Regions from separate parts of the Capra hircus genome. Here region 1 is linked to region 2. Evidence: chromatin contacts called from public Hi-C data. All regions are on one chromosome and are shown on one strand. The core of a region is the stretch at or near the end of the contact, and the rest is flanking DNA. Distances in the headings are between cores, read along the strand shown.

Region 1 (2,835 bases), core at 203-2,702, 100 kb before region 2:
TATAGTTATTGTTTAACTGGTGCAGAGTGTCTGTTTTATGAGATGAAGCATTATAGAGAAGAATAGTGGTAACGGTTGTACAATGTGAATGCATTTAATGCCACTGGACTGTACACTTAGATATAGTTAAGAGAGGGGATTCCCTGGTGGCCCAGTGGTTAGGGCTTAGTGTCTCTGCTGCCACGATCTGTCTTAAACGGAAGGAAAACATCCTGACTCTCCCACGGCCCCGTCCTCACAGCCACCACTCTGCTGGCATCAGCCGCACTGTGACACGCTCCAAAAAGGTCCGCAAGGCACGGAACTGAGGGGGTTTCCAGCCAGCACACAGTGAGGGACCAGGGGCCGCAGCCCCAGCCTGCAGGGGGCGTGCTTCCCTCACTGTCTGACATGGATGCAGGCTCTGAGACAACTGCAGCCTTCACAGCGTGACTAAGAGACCCTGAGCTAGAGGACCCAGATAAGAAAATCAGTCTCAGAGAGATGACAAGAGGATGCCCAAGGCCACACAGCAGCAGAGGCAGGATTCAAGCCTGGGGCTGCCCAATTCCCAGTCTGTGAGTCCTACATGCCGGGGTGGTTCTGAACCATGTGGGTCCCATGGAGAACAGGGCACAGAAGCAAAGGCCCAGCACAGCAGTGCTGGAGGGGAGCTGAGGTCCTAGGGCCTGCGGGGTCTCAGTTGCCACTGTCTCAGCATGAGAGCCCTGACCTGGGCTCCTCGGAAACCTCACATTCAGGCTTAGGATGCCACCACCCACGCTGCAGGGCTGGCCTGGAAGCCCAGGCACCCAGGCGGACTGGCAGGCAGGGTCTGGCATGAGGGTCAGGTTTCCATGATGAGTCAGTCTAGCAGGGCCAAGCCAGAGCAGGACATCTCAGGCTTGCTGTTGCTTTAAACACAATCCCTGGGCCTCCCTGGTGGTCCAGTGGTAAAGAATCCGCCCGTCGATGGACGGTTTGATCCCTGGTCTGAGAAGATCCCATGTGTGGTGGAGCAGTTAAGCCTGTGGACCATGTCTGTTTAGCCTGTGTTCTATGGCCCGGGAGCCCTAGGGTGCTGAAACCCGTGCACCCTAGTATCGCAACAAGAGAGGCCACTGCAATGAGAGGCCCGCGCACGGCAACTGGAGAAAAGCCAGCGCAGCAACAAAGACACAACGCAGCCAAAAATAAAGAAAATTAAAACAAAAAGCTTGTTTAAACACACACATACACACACACAAAATCTGTCCTTCACTTTCAGAGAAAGCATCCTAGAGCTCCAGGCCCGTTGCCTTTGCGCTGACATACCCAGGAGCCCCTGAGAGCACTCCCACTGCTCAGCTCCTGGAGGACAGGGCTCCTGCTCCTTGCTCCCCAGCCCTGGACAGGCGGGGAATGGCTGTGGGGGGCGGCACAGGGGCCATGCTGGGGTTCACATTCTAGCCCTACCCCCAGCTGCGTGCCTCAGACAAGGGTCTCTACGCTCTCCAAGCCTCAGTCCCAGGCTTACTGAGGGAAACGGGGACAGACCCTCAGAACTCGGCAGATCACTGTGCGGACGGAACAACACAACACCAGCAACCAGCCAGTGAGCCAGGTGGCCCGGCGCACGCCAGTCATACCTAGTGGCGTCATTGTGTCCTAAAGCTCTTACATGCAGCCTTGCGATCCCTGTAAAATGAAGCCCCCTTCGCCTCTCTGCCCCCTCACCCTCCTCCTAGGCACCATCATCCCCGTCTCCAGGTTTCTCGAAGACTGACCATCTTACCACCACTCTCACCACGTCGCTGCCTCTAAGGGCTCAGCTTCCCACTGCCGAGAGGATTCATTTAAACTGAGAGCCCAGGATTTAACTTGGTCCCAACTACCTGATCACCTATCAAGCTTCAAGAAGAAAGCCTCACTTCAGACTTCTGTCTCTTAGTGACACATATGCAGAGCACGCCTGGTGCACTTAGAACCTCTGAGCACAGGACCCTCTGCCCTGCCCTCCGCTCTGGCCAGATGTAAGCAAGGACAGTGGTGACAGCCAGACTCATTTACAGATCCAGTGATGGGCCAGACACCGACCTGAATTTGCATCCTTTCACTTCATCCTGTGACAACTGTAATGCAGGTATAACTATTATCCCCATTTTACGAATGTGGAAACCAAGGTACAGAGTCGTTACATAACCTGCCCAAGGTCACACAGTTGAGAAACGGCAAGTCTTCACCTTTCCGCTTTGCTCTGGTAAAAACACCCCTCCTCCCAGTGGGAACTGACCTCCCCACACCCCCACATGGGGGTGATCAGTGACTCCAACACATGCCAGGCCTAACCCAGGGCACAAGATGCCGGCAGAATTGATTGGAGTCCTTTCTGGAGGACACACACACACGAGGCCCAACCGCAGGGTGCAGCCTCCATCCCACTGCAGGAACATATCAATAAAAGCGGAGAAGAGGGCTACACAGAGAGATACCTCCAGCACACAGAAAGAATTATAACTCAGTAAAAGAAATCCATCACCCACACACCTATGGGCACCTTATCTTTGACAAAGGAGGCAAGAGTATACAAAGAAGAAATGACAGTCTCTTCAATAAGTGGTGTTGGGAAAACTGGACAGCCACCCGTAAAAGGATGAAACTAGAACACTTCCTAATGCCATACACAAAGGTAAACTCAAAATGGATTACAGACCTAAATGTAACACCAGAAACTATAAAACCCTTAAGAGGAAAACTCAGGCAGAACACTCTTTGACATAAATCATAGCAAGATCTTCTATGACCCATATCCTAGAATGATGGAACTAAAAACAAAAATAAATGGGATCTAATTAAACTTAAAAGCTTCTGCACAGC
Region 2 (2,700 bases), core at 25-2,524:
AGCTTACCATTTCATCAGAAAGACAGGAGTTATGAAATAAATCACCTATGTCTCTAGGAGAGGCAACCCTCGGGCTAACGAATGAACGTTTTTGAGATGCTCCAGACCGTGGTAAGGAGAGAGCGACGAAAACAGCAGGGAGGCTGTGGTGCCAAAGGCGTGCTGTGCAATCAAACGTTAGCTGCGAGCAACTCAGAGAGCACTGTTCAAAAACATGGGGAGGAAGACGAGCAGAAGCATTCGCTGAAACCTGCCGAGTGTTCCCAGGACAGAGGAGGCCGTTAAGGAGAGGTCGTTAAGAAGTTGCTCCCTTGTGATGGGGAGGGCGGGGGGACGGGGGGGGGGGAGCGGGGACAGAAGAGACTGGCGGGCTACGGTCCATGGGGTCACAAAGAGTCGGACACGACAGAGCGACTAAACCACCCCCACCAACCTGTTTGGGCGCTGGGACTCCCACCACGCTGAACACGCACAAGGGTCGCCTATACACTCAAGTCAACTCAAACGAATAACATGCTTCCTGTGGTCTTTCAAGGGCGCACGCGACCTTCGAAAACCCGCAGGATGCCCATCTTGCGCGGGCCTAAGTGTCTAGCCTAGCCTCGGGGTCGGGTCCTCTGCGGACTACAACTCCCAAGCGCCGCCGGGCCACGGACGTCACGTGATTTCCCACGGGTCCGCGCGCGCTTCATCCGGGTGTGCGGTCTTGTGCCGCGCTCCCAGAATCCAACCTCCTCCTCGACCTTGCGACCTCTTACCTGCTCCGCCCCTTCAGGGGTGGTGTTGAGAAGGTTATTGAGTTCTGGGAACATTCCGAGCTCCAGAACGCACGGGGGCCCCGGATGGGAAGATGGGCTGTCACGGATACAGCGGAGGCTGGAGGGCAAAACCCACCACACAGGACCACGCGGGAGGAGTGCGCATGCGCGATTCCTCTGGCCGCAGCCAATGGAACGCGCGGATCGGTCGCACTCGGCGCATGTGCAGAGACGCGCACAAGGCCGGGGAACCTGGACGCTGAGCTGTGCGGGCTTCTTACCTGCATTCCACTCCCAGAGAGCTTCCCACGACCAAGGCATGAGGAGGTCGGGTCTCTTCTTCCTTCCCTCAACCGCGCGTTCTTCTCATCTCAGAGCCTCCTGTCAAGCTCCTGCGGTGTGCCTCACACTACTAAACGCTTTGGCTGCAATGGGCGAACCAGACAGGCGAAGACGCCCGCTCTCGCACAAAACAGAAAACAGACGTAATAAACATGGAATAATACATTGAAAATTTCTTTGGGGGGGGGGGAAATGAAGCTGGATAAAGGAATAACGGTGAGATGGGGGTAGGTTTTGGATAAGACAGGTTATCAGAGTAGGGTCACTGACCAAGTAGGGTTGGAACACGCCCTGCATGATTCTCTTTGAGGTTTTTGCACTGTTTCCCCTCCCTGGGCTGCAGCCGTTAAAAACAAACAAACAAACAAAAAACATATCACTTCTTTCAGGTCTTTGTTCACATGTCAGTTTATCAGCGAGGCCTTCCCTAAGCCTCCATGGAACAAGAGATCAATTGCCAATTTTCCGCTGGATCATCGAAAAAGCAAGAGAGTTCCAGAAAAACATCTATTTCTTCTTTATTGACTACACCAAATGCTTTGACTGTGTGGATCACAATAAACTGGAAAATTCTGAAAGAGATGGAATACCAGACCACCTGACCTGCCTCTTGAGAAATATGTATGCATGTCAGGAAGCAACAGTTAGAACTGGACATGGAACAACAGACTGATTCCAAATAGGAAAAGGAGTACATCAAGGCTGTATATTGTCACCCTGCTTATTTAATTTATACATAGAGTACATCATGAGAAACGCTGGGTTGGATGAAGCACAAGCTAGAATCAAGATTGCTAGGAGAAATATCAATAACCTCACATATACAGATATGCAGATTACACAACCCTTATGGCAGAAAGTGAAGAAGAACTAAAGAGCCTCTTGATGAAAGTGAAAGAGGAGAGCGAGAAAGTTGGCTTAAAGCTCAACATTCAGAAAACGAAGATCATGGCATCTGGCCCCATCGCTTCATGGCAAATAGATGGGGAAACAGCAGAAACAGTGAGAGACTTTATTTTGGGGGGCTCCAAAATCACTGCAGATGGTGACTGCAGCCATGAAATTAAAAGATGCTTACTCCTTGGAAGGAAAGTTATGACCAACCTAGACAGCATATTAAAAAGCAGAGACAATAAAATAAAAAGCAGAGACATTACTTTGCTGACAAAGGTCCATCTAGTCAAAGCTATGGTTTTTCCAGTTGTCATGTATGGATGTGAGAGTTGGACCATAAAGAAAGCTGAGCGCTGAAGAATTGATGCTTTTGAACTGTGGTGTTGGAGAAGACTCTTGAGAGTCCCTTGGACTGCAAGGAGATCAAACCAGTCCATCCTAAAGGAGATCAGTCCTGAGTATTCATTGGAAGGACTGATGTTGAAGCTGAAGCTCTAATACTTTGGCCACCTCATGTGAAGAGTTGACTCATTTGAAAAGACCCTGATGATAGGAAAGATTGAAGGTGGAAGGAGAAGGCGACGACAGAGGATGAGATGGCTGGATGGCATCACCAACTCAATGGGCATGAGTTTGGGTAAATTCCAGGAGTTGATGATGGACAGGGAGGCCTGGTGTTGTGCAGTCCATGGGGTCGCAAAGAGTT

What was found. A called contact is a pair of places that touch in the nucleus more often than the background predicts.
Region 1: a Hi-C map of blood shows a contact between it and region 2, with 5 times the contacts expected there. The contact joins the enhancer-like site here to the promoter of ELP6 in region 2. A contact is called at or near these places in 2 of 5 Hi-C or Micro-C datasets (both in blood).

What each region holds. Positions count from the first base shown.
Region 1 is chr22:52,279,803-52,282,637 of ARS1.2, reverse strand. The region is part of intron 3 of SCAP (sterol regulatory element-binding protein cleavage-activating protein); the gene reads right to left. Among named protein-coding and RNA genes, the nearest start is that of PTPN23, 42 kb to the left of the region's middle. Within about 2 kb of position 1,452, at least 1 of the 5 cell types and tissues checked has an H3K27ac peak or open chromatin away from gene starts, as enhancers often do.
Region 2 is chr22:52,180,001-52,182,700 of ARS1.2, reverse strand. ELP6 (elongator complex protein 6) reads right to left here and starts at 1,274. Exons shown (of 7, transcript XM_005696017.3): 1 at 759-1,274. The coding sequence starts at 1,079.